3 separate regions of the Mus musculus genome follow, and regions 2 and 3 are each linked to region 1. The links are chromatin contacts, called in public HiChIP or PLAC-seq maps. All regions are on one chromosome and are shown on one strand. The core of a region is the stretch at or near the end of the contact, and the rest is flanking DNA. Distances in the headings are between cores, read along the strand shown. Region 1 has its middle 28 kb from the start of 0610040F04Rik. Region 2 overlaps Itpr1 (inositol 1,4,5-trisphosphate receptor 1). Region 3 holds the start of Sumf1 (sulfatase modifying factor 1).

Region 1 (3,573 bases), core at 416-2,915:
AGCCTAATACTAAGGAGAATAAAAAAAGATTACTGCAAATTTGAGGCCAGCCTGGGCTACATGGTAAGTGCCAGGGTATCCTGGATTACAGAGTAAGGCTATGTCTCATAAACAGCAAAAGGAAGACCTGCCTGATCCTATTTCACAGGGGAAGGAAGTAAAGACCAGAGAGGTGATTAACTGCCCTGTTCCCTGACCCACTGCTTAGGAGTGACAGCGATCTGAAGCCAGGTCAAGTTGACCTTGCCTCTGTAGTAGTTGGGTGGAGAAAGGTCAAAACCCCAGAAGATGCCTGGGTTTGACGCTGTTCCCTGAGGGCTGATGGTAGGATCCTCTGAGGTTTGCCCCCTGTTGCTCTGTGAAGAATCCACAGGCCCAGGCAGGCTCCTGTCTGGAAGTTAGAGTAGTCTAACTAACTAGTCTGACCTATGACAAATTTTAAGTGGAGGGGGCCACCGCAGGCAGGAATGTAAGGAGTTACACTACCTTAAACTTAGTCCTGTAATGAGAGGGTCAGACACCAGTAGCCATGGTGACCAGAATGTGTCTCCTGTCTCCTCAAATGCCTTCTTCTTGACCCACCTGCCTCCCGTGTTCTTTTCTGCTTACCTCAGACCCACAGGCCTTAGGATATTGTTGTACCTTGAAGTCCGAGCATGAATGTCGCCTCCTACAAAGTCCCTTCCTATCTCGTTTTCAGAAATCCACCATGCTCACACATACCATGTCTCCTCCCTGCGTGTTTCCTGCCCCATCTGTGATTTCCTTACTGATCTGAGTGCCAGGTCACTGTCTAGCTTTGCTAGAATACACCCCTACACCTCAAAGGCATGGACAACACTGAAGGCGTTGTCAATCCTGCTTGGCTTGAACAAGTAGTCGCCACGTGGCAATCATGTGAATATCATGTGGATATGAGCTGATGACTGGATAAGTGTGTCAGTGCATGACGATGGGAAAACGGTGTCTACCTCTTAAGCCTCAGTTCCCTCTTCTTTGAAATGGTGTTAATACCTAATGAAGCAAGATGGAAATAAAGGGGCTGCTATTGAGGACTTACTGTAGGTCCAGCATACACTTGGAGGTGCAGGCAAGGACCAGAAGTTCAAGGTCATTTTCAGCCATGTCAGGAGTTTAAGGCCAGTATACATATTGAGAGAGGGAGAAAGAATGAGAGATTTTCCTAATATAGTATATATAAATGTATATATATATATACACACACACACATATATACATGAATGAAAGCTGGAAGTATAGCTCAGTGGTAGAGCACTTGCCTAGCATGACCAAAGCCTGGCACCTTTAAAGTAAGCACCTCCCCGCAAACAATGGAACGGCTTAGTTCAGGATAGCTATTCCTCAGATTGCACCAGAGATGGGGTGCATCACTTAGTGGTTCTGCACTGTGGATTCTGAGGTGTAGTCTCCTTCCCCTACTACCTCCAAAAGGGGAGATAAGACGGTGGGGGCGCTGGAAGCATAGGGATCAGAGAGGTTCTCATTAAGCTTCCCCCTTTGTGGATTTCTGTCCTCTCATCCCACCCCTCCCCCACCAGCCCCACCCTTTCCAACCACATACCAAGAATAAACCCCACACCCTGCCTGCCTCCAGTGTCACAGTTTCCTGCCTCTATGGTCACAGGCTGCTTGGGCTCTGAGGGATTTTCCAGCCCGGGGCAGTGCCTCTGGGACTTGGGGCAGTGTCATAGCAGAGGCTCTGTGATGCAGACACAGAGCCAGGAAAACCCCCAGGCAGTCGATGACAGAGAACTGGAGTGGGGCCCTTAGAGGGGGGAGGGCGGAGGCCCCTGGGAAGCCCAACTGGGTCTTCTCTCTTTCATTATACCGCTCGCCCTATAGCTGGCCAGTGATGGCCATCTGTCAACCAAGGTGAAACCAAGGCATAGTGACACTCATCTGTAATCCCCCTGCATTCAGGAAGCTGAAGCAGGAGGATCATGAGGCCATCCTGGGCTACATAGAAAAAGAAAAATGTATAGCAAACAGAGATGTTAAACAGACTCTAGTTTCACAATGCAACCATGCCTGGAGGGAAGACGATCCTCCATGTTCTCTCTTCCCCTAAAGCAGAGACTCCAGTGTCCTGATCTAACCTTCTTGGCACCATGCCACCGATAACCATCGAAGTAAGATACCAACCCTGGAGAGCCATTTCTCTGCCCTGCCCTTTCTCTTCTCAGTTCCACCACTGATAGCCATCTACTTCTGACCTGCCAGAGGGCTTGTTTTCTAGTCTTACTATGGCTTTACCTTGCTCTGGGAACAGTTCCCAGCCTTTTCTAAGCCTCAGTGGCCACTCGTGTAAACTGAGCCCTAGGTGACACTTTTCAGCTATGATAAGCTGTCCTGCTAGGTATGTAGGCTAGCCTGGGCCACAGTCCCAGGCGCGATAGCTGCATGTGTCGCCCTATCTGCCTGGCCAGGGTTGGGAAGTGCTATTTTACCTAGCTGGCTGGAAGACCTTGAGTTACGTTAATGGACAAAGGATAGGAAATTTTGAGAATTAAAAAGTCCAAGTGAGGTTGGGGACATGGCCCAGCAGGTAAAGGTACTTACTACAAGTCTCATGACTTGAGTTCAACTCCTGAGACCAACATGGTGGAAGGAGAGAATCAACTCCTAAAAGTTGTTGTCTTAGGGTTTTACTGCTGTAAACAGACACCATGTCCAAGGCAAGACTTAAAGGACAACATTTAATTGGGGCTGGCTTATAGATTCAGAGGTTCAGTCCATTATCATCAAGACAGGAACATGACAGAATCTAAGAAGGCGTGGTATAGAAGGAGCTGAGAATTCTACATCATCTTCATCTGCAGGCTGCTAGTAGAAGACTGACTTCCAGGCAACTAGGATGAGGGTCTTAAGCACATGCCCACAGTGACAAACCAACTCCAACAAGGCCACATCTCCTAATAGTGCTAGTCCCTGGCTGGGCCAAGCATATACAAACCATCACAGTTGTCCTCTGATTTTCTGTGAGGGATGGCACACACATGAGACAGATTAGATAGATAGATAGATAGATAGATAGATAGATAGATAGATAGATCTAAAAAATATGTGGACATCTTATAAAACAGGAACTGGAGATATAGCTCAGAGGTTGAGAGTTCCTGATGCTCTTCAGAAGATCCAAGTAAGATGCCAGCACCCATATGATAGTTTCTAACCATTCCTAATTCTATTTCTATGGCATTCAATGCCCTCTTCTGGCTTCTGAGGGTGTCCTCTACACATGTGATGCACATACATACCTGTGAGCAAACACACATAAAATAAAGATAAATAAATCATTTTAAATAGAGTAAATGTAAAGCAGAGCACTTCCCCAGCTCCCACAAGTAGTATTGTTTTCTGGTATATTTAGATGGGCAGCATCAACGTACAAGCGTGCATACACACACGTGTGCACACGTACACACAGACACCACCCTCAGGTGCACACTATCATCTTGAAGTTGGCCTTCACCTTCCCTGCTGGTGTTTCCCTAACTCCTCTCCCATCACCACTCCCTTCCCTGCATACTCTGCACATACACCATCTACACG
Region 2 (3,469 bases), core at 220-2,719, 260 kb before region 1:
CATGGTCCCTCCAATTTCTCATTGCGGAAGAGCCACTGCCTTTTGATGACGATAAGGACAGTTGAGTATCTCGGGGAATAGATGGCTGCAAACAACTTGGGAGAGAGGGAAAGACCTCCTGCATGAACATCAGGACTTTGGGCAAGACGCTAAAGTAAGGGTAGAGGCACAAACTTCTCATAAAGAGCATGCATGTACAGGCTCTTCCCAGCTGCCCTCTAGAATAAAATTTTAATTGACACCAGGAACAGGAGGGTGTCGGTGTTTGTGTTTGCTTCTTGGCAAGAGAGGCAGTCTCTATCTTTACCCCGACTTGATCTTGTTCACTGGAGATAGGAGAAACAAACTAGGGGTGGATGCGGGGGTGAGGGTGGGGTGGGGATAGAAAAACTACCTGCACTGTGTGTGTGAAGCTTCATGGATTGCTACATTTGTGTGCTTGGGACTATACATCCCCCCAAAATCTTGGACTGATGACAAAGGCCAGTCAGTTATCAGAAGGGCCAGGGCCACAGAGTATTGGTATCCTATGGTTCTGACAGTTGCCAGGGGTAACTATACAGAGGGAGCCGCAGATAAAGATCAAGATACAGAAAGCTCCCTCACTGGCCATAAATGGACATCAGCTGATGTTAAAGATCCTGATTTCTATCACTGGAAGCATCTGTTAGGTTCCAGGTACTATGTTAAGGGTTTGATACAATGTGCCTCCAAAAACATAGTATCTGCCGTGCTGGAGACTCTGCTAGAGACCATACAAATTAATGGAAAAGTTACCCCAGCCTGTCATGCAGCATGATAGAAATACATGGAATTGTGGGGAAATGTTATCTGGGGCTTTCTCGATATGTCAGAAGGGCAAGTAGTCACTTCAGAGGTCAGGCAAGAATGCAGTGGGGAACCTCAAGGCAGGACCTACTTTTCTAAACTAGGAAGTGCCATGCCTTTTAAGAACATACTTGGGGTTTAGGCAGCAGTAGTGGATGATGGGGTGGGCCATCTAGGTTTCCTCATTTTTGTCCTTGATACTAAGTTGTGTGTTTTAAAAGTGTGTGCTGTAGTTCAACAGACATGCCCATTCCTCTTCACTTAATATGACATCCTCACTGAATTACTGTCACCCTGGTGACAGCAGGCAACTGCAACTTTGCTTTCCTGTATTGAAAAAAAAAAACAAAACAACACAACAGATATCCTTGTCACCCAGAGTAGCTGTAGCCTGATTTTATTTATTGTGACCTAAACTTCTCTCCCCTACAAGCTAGTGATGCCACAGACAAAAATGTCTGTAATATTCAGGATGTGAAGGGTGGGAGTGGGGGTAGGGGTGCAGACAGCCGCTTAGGAATTGCTAGTTTTCACCTTCAGGGGGCGCGCTCATGACGTCCGACCCGGTGGAGGCGTCCTACTTTCTTACATTGCTGCAAACTGCTGAGTTGGGAACCTGCCAACCCTCAGGCAGCCGTTACATAAGCCCTTTCTTTTTTTCCTGGAATTTAAGCTCACTGCTGATGTGCGACCTTCAGCAGTAATTGCCAATAAGTGCAGCAGGACTGTTTACTGTTAGACACTGGCAACCACAGAGCAAGCTCTGCTGTCAGCACACAGAAGCCACTGCGGAGTCTGCTGAGGGCCTTTTCAAATCTTTGGACTCTCTTTGTTATTGTTTCTGAGATTATTCCAGAATGACTGAAGTTGTGTAGTTGCGTCATGCCAGTTTGCATTTTTTAACTAACGGACCACACTACTGAGTTCTGATGAATCCTCTCTGTAAGATATGCATCAAAGTTCATGGGTGGAGCCATTTAATTTTTAACTTATCCTTATTTCTAAAAGCAAATGCAGTTAAAATGAGAATTGTATTTGTAGATGTGAATATTTAAAATTGTCCATTTAAATTCAGAAAAAAAAAAAACCTTCCATCTTTGGTTTGGGTTTTTTTTTTTAAAGATTTCTTTTCTCTCAATGAAGAGGTTTCAAAGTCTGATAAAAGATGGACCCTGACTTGCTAGCCCATTCACTCTTGTTTTGTTTCCTTTTCCCAGGGTTATAAGTAGATTGAGAAGCAACGGAGTGCTGATTTAGGGAACCAGAAATGATAAATTATTTTTGATGTACTGATATATGAGCCTATCATACATGTCTTGACTTGTGTCCAACTACTGCCAAGATGGTCCATAAGTGGACATTATATTGAAGAGAAAATGGTGGATGCTCAGAGGCCAGAGAGGGATTCCGGTTAAGGGCAGAAGAAAGCAAAGCCTATTCACAGCCATACTGTGTGCTGGTCCTATAATAGACTCATATAAAAGGGCTGGATAGAGAGAGAGAGACGGGGTCGGGAGGGTTGCTGACTCGAAAGCACCAGGAGTAACCTAGGACATATATAGGTATCTTTTCTTTAAGAAGTTCAAAGAGTGATAACAGATGTGCATCCCTCCATAAGAAATAGGGTGCCTTGTTTATATGAAGCAAGCCCACAGGCATCTTCTATGCACATATCACGTTACTTGGTTGACATCACAGTTATAATACCTTGATTATTGGCCTCATCCAACAAGGACATTGAGGGCTCAGAAACTTGAGTTACTGTTTAAGTTATTCTTAAATGTTTGTTACTCATTTGGATCTTTGTTTCTACGAAATTATGTTTTGCTGAACATCTTTGAGAGTTCTGGGGAAACTTTTAATCAAAGGGGCAATATGATGAAGCAGTCTGGGGCAGTACTCAGTTTTCAGATTCATAACTAGACGTGTTCATCATCCACCGACCAGCTGTGATTAGAGATGTCAGCAGCATGTATGATGAGGGAGAAATAAGACCTAGAATATATAGATCTTAAAATGTTATTACTTAAAATGTTCACTGGAACATCACCATTCAAGTAAAGTAAATAATAATAATAATAATAACAACAAACAACTACTACTTCTGAGGAACTAAATTTATTTATCAAAGCCTACTCTTCACTTATATTGGCATCATATCTTCTATTTACATAGCTATTCTTGGGACATGCATACTTTGCTTTTATGCTTATCAGAATTGCAGCTTACTTCCTTAAAAGCAGCTTATCCCCTAAGAAACCGTGACTTCCTTCACTGGGGAAGGAAGTGCTGATGGAGATGAAGAAGGTGTAGGATGTTGCTTGGTGTTCTAATTATATCCTCATTTGGCCAGGTCTCTGCCATGTCCAAAATCAAGTAGAACTTGGCCGTTAGATGCTTAAAAGTAAAGTTTACTGTCAGTAGACCTTTCGTTATTTGATATGTCAGCTGGACGGAATCACGATAATGCTCCAGTTTCTGCGGACACGTGAGGAGGTGGAAGCCCAAAGCGGTACTCTGGTGACCAAAAAGGCTTCCCAGAGGGCCTCGTCACATGGCGCCAGCCAGTGCTCTCACTTGTCCATGGTAATCCACCAGTAAAAACATGCTAAAACTTGTCCTTCTAAATACTAATTCATGA
Region 3 (3,417 bases), core at 793-3,292, 500 kb before region 1:
TTATTAGTTTGATGTATCTATTCCAGATGGCCAATTCTTCTGACCACAATAATTCAACTGGGAACAGGACAATGGCTCAAAGTTTACCTGGGAACTTTTCCTGGAGCCACTAAGAAGGAATTCTTCCTCTTCCAACTGGTTTAGGAGGTGGGATGTCCTCTATACAACAGACCTAAACTAATGTAAGATGGCTAAGGGACAGCCAACAATGGGCCTGGGGATGCTGCCTGGTGCCCTGGATCCAGCTGTGTCTACAATCATGTGCTGTCTCAATCTTCCCAAGTATAGAGAATCCATAAATCTCTCCCTCTCATTTGAAGCTATCCTGATTCCATTTGCTACTGTATGATTTTTTTGTGCATAAAACTAAAATAAACTCATATAAAATTATTTTGCAGGGCTCTTTTTCCATTGCCTACTTTCTACTGATTGAACTTAACACAAAAGGCTCAGGCAAAAGAAATCTGTATGCCAACAGCTATAATAGCTACACAAAACTTGGTCCAGCCACAGTATACAGACATTCCTCATAGGTGGAATACGATCCAAATTTCCAGCACTAATGTTTGACTCATGAAGCTTCAGTTGCCTCACCTATGACCCAGAAGACGATGGACTGCACAGGATTCTCTGGGTACACAGTAGAAGTATATATTTACAAAGGCTTTCTTTGAAAAGTGCCCGATAACCTTCACCCCCAAAATAGCCTCTCAATAGTGTAGCTACCAATAAATAAATAAACAAACAAACATCACTCAAGAGATATTACAGAATGTCTAAAATAGGTTAGGCACTGGGATGGGAGGAGGGGGGCAAATCCATAGAGAATAAATCAGATCTAAAACTCTTTCCATCATCAAGTAGGTAACAGAAAAACAACACTGCACTGCAGTAAGCAAAATAGACAAGTGGCCACTGGGCAACTGCCCTCCAAAAAATGCTGTGGGGATTTATAGACAAGCATCTTTAGTTGTCGCACTGCTACCTACCACTGAGTCAATCTATGGAAATATTGAAAGGGAGGGAAGACCCACAGGAGATGTTACCCCTCACCAACTCCTGAACTTAAGTGCCAATTAACATAGAGGAAAGAAAAGAGACCTGGGAAACAAGGATAGACTGGATAGGAGTACAAAAGAAAAGTGTTATTCAGAGGGCCTGGGGTGAATTCCCTAAAGCTAGCAAGTAGAATGAAGGTCCATTTCTATATTCACTGTTTTCATCCGTACATACTAACATCTAACACACCTATGCACTACACAAAGACATAAATAAAAGCAATAAAGTACACTCGGCTCCATACTTCTTTGCAGTCGGAGTGCTAAGCACTACAGAATAAATACAAGTCTGCGAGCACAGTGAGTTTAAGGCAGTGTTGGAGACTCAGGCTCCACAGGTACTAAAACTAGAACTTAAACCCGAATCCATCAGACTTTTCCTGGAGCTCTGCAGCAGGAGGGCGGAGTGGAGGAAGGGGGAAGTGGGCAAGAAGAGGTAAGAAAGAATGGACAGCACTCTTCAAGCTAAGCTCTCTTAAGTTTTAGTGATAAACACAGCCACAAACCCCTGCCCATCTCCCAGTGGGGGGGGGGGGGGCAGGGGGGAGGACATCTGTCAAATGAGATCTGTAGCTGAGAGACTTGGGATGTGGTTCGACCCTTTCCAGGAGTTCCGAATCCCCCCTCTTCTGGCCCAGCGAGGCCTCATGCCGTAGCCAACGACACCCACACGCCCCAGGAATGGAAGGCGCACCTTGGTGAGCGCGAGCGGTCGCGGGCCTGAGGTCAGGCCCGGGGCGTTCGCCTCCCGGGAGTAGCGCTGCGCCGCCGCCGAGCTGCCATGGGCCCCGGCCCTCTGGGGCGTTCCGCAGCCGCACGAGCCCGCAAGGGACGCCGCACCTTCCCTGGCCTCGGCCTCATCGCTTCCCGCCACCTCGCACGCCAACACCAGCAGCAAGAAGACTCGCGCCAGTCTGATGCAGCAGCGGAGAGCCGGCTCTCGCGCGGGCGCAGCCATGTTGTTCCCGGAGTCATGTGACCCATGGAGATCACGTGACCTGTGGTGCTTAAAGCAGCGGCTTTGGCTGACATAGGTAATAAATAATAGCCTGAGACTGCTTCCAGGTAGTTAGCCAGAGTTTGCCTGCTAATGTTAAAAGCATGCAAACCACAACAAAGCTCTATGATATTCAAGGCCTTCCGCAGACAATGTGCCCCTCTCTAGTTTCGTGGTTGAAAGCTAGTTGAATTTATTCAGCATTTGCTGAGCACCACTACCTTACTACATAAACACTCATTTTTTTTTTTAAGTACTTAGTTCTCGTGATGCTGCTACATTGTGTTGACAGGACAATTAAGTGGTCTGCTCAAATCACGTATCAAACATGTCAAAACCAAAATCTAACTCCAAGGTATCTAACCAGAAACCCTGAATTTTGAGCTCTATAAGCAATTCAGAAATTGGACTTAGGAAAGTGAGCATAGTGAAAAAGACCAGTGAGTAGAGTTAGGTAAATCTAGACTATGAGATTGTATAAAATAACACTTCGCAAAGTTTGGACTGATAGGTTATTTCTCCACTGGTAAAATAGACCAATAAATGCCAAATTAGAATATATTGAAGATAGGTTTATTGGGAAGCTGCTCTTGAGTGAGTTCACTGGCCCCCAAGGACCAAGGCCAGAAACATCACCAAGGTGGGGGGTGGGGAGAAAGAGAGAAAGGGCACACAGGGCAGAGAGAGAAAGTGAAAGAAAATTAAAATTCAAGGTCCATGACTCATGCGGCTTGCTAGTTAGGAGGGCTTTTTGGGCCTAAGACAAAGAACAAAGGCTGTAAAGTCATCCCAGGAACCAACTAGCCATAAAGATAGGGAAGACATACAAGAATGTCCGGACTGGCCTGGCGCCTCCCTATCTCCAACCCCCACCTATGTTCTTTCAAGAGGAGGAAGAGGAGGAGGAGGAGGTGAAAGGGGAGAGGAAGGGGAGAGAGGGAGAGAGAGAGGGGTAGAGAGAGAGAGAGAGGAACAAATGTCTGGATTATATAGGGAAGAGCAGGCAGCCAGGGGCCTACTTGGGGACAGGGTATGCCCAGTAGGAACCTAAGTATGCTGGATTAACCTGGAGGCCAGGTCTGCTTTGATTGTAAAATATGCACCTCAGTCCCTTGTCCCGGGTCCAAAGCCAAACCTGGACCATAGCAACAGTAAGAGCATCACCTGGTAACTTACTGGAAAGACAACACTTGCTAAGAGAGATGGTTTTAGCCATGGAAGAGGAGTGACTGCTCTTCCAGAGGACCAGAGTTCAATTCCTACCATCCACCAGGCAGCTCACAACTGTAATTCCAAGACCTAACACCTTCACATTGATATACATGCAGGCAAAACACCAGTGCACATAAAATAAAAATAAAT

Evidence for each region. HiChIP or PLAC-seq counts read pairs in DNA pulled down with a chosen protein or histone mark.
Region 2: an HNF4G HiChIP or PLAC-seq map of pancreatic cancer cells shows a contact between it and region 1. The contact joins two enhancer-like sites. A contact is called at or near these places in 2 of 15 datasets of contacts at CTCF or cohesin (CD8 T cells and the NIH/3T3 cell line), 4 of 484 Hi-C or Micro-C datasets (bone marrow-derived macrophages, embryonic fibroblasts, embryonic stem cells and 1 more), 7 of 115 datasets of contacts at active chromatin or transcription factors (embryonic basal ganglia, embryonic stem cells, pancreatic cancer cells and 2 more) and 3 of 9 other capture datasets (adipose tissue, liver and pancreatic islet).
Region 3: an RNA polymerase II HiChIP or PLAC-seq map of embryonic stem cells shows a contact between it and region 1, with 8 read pairs. The contact joins the promoter of Sumf1 here to the enhancer-like site in region 1. A contact is called at or near these places in 2 of 39 promoter capture datasets (the C10 cell line and liver), 1 of 15 datasets of contacts at CTCF or cohesin (the NIH/3T3 cell line), 3 of 115 datasets of contacts at active chromatin or transcription factors (bone marrow-derived macrophages and embryonic stem cells) and 1 of 9 other capture datasets (liver).

The regions. Positions count from the first base shown.
Region 1 is chr6:108,686,851-108,690,423 of GRCm38.p6, forward strand. No RefSeq gene overlaps it. Among named protein-coding and RNA genes, the nearest start is that of 0610040F04Rik, 28 kb to the left of the region's middle. Within about 2 kb of position 1,666, at least 63 of the 459 cell types and tissues checked have an H3K27ac peak or open chromatin away from gene starts, as enhancers often do. A contact at or near this core is called in embryonic stem cells and pancreatic cancer cells, where this site is marked.
Region 2 is chr6:108,425,517-108,428,985 of GRCm38.p6, forward strand. The region is part of intron 40 of Itpr1 (inositol 1,4,5-trisphosphate receptor 1); the gene reads left to right. Among named protein-coding and RNA genes, the nearest start is that of Gm35165, 45 kb to the right of the region's middle. Within about 2 kb of position 1,470, at least 158 of the 459 cell types and tissues checked have an H3K27ac peak or open chromatin away from gene starts, as enhancers often do. A contact at or near this core is called in pancreatic cancer cells, where this site is marked.
Region 3 is chr6:108,183,541-108,186,957 of GRCm38.p6, forward strand. It overlaps Sumf1 (sulfatase modifying factor 1), which reads right to left and starts at 2,043. Exons shown (of 9, transcript NM_145937.3): 1 at 1,753-2,043. The coding sequence starts at 2,016.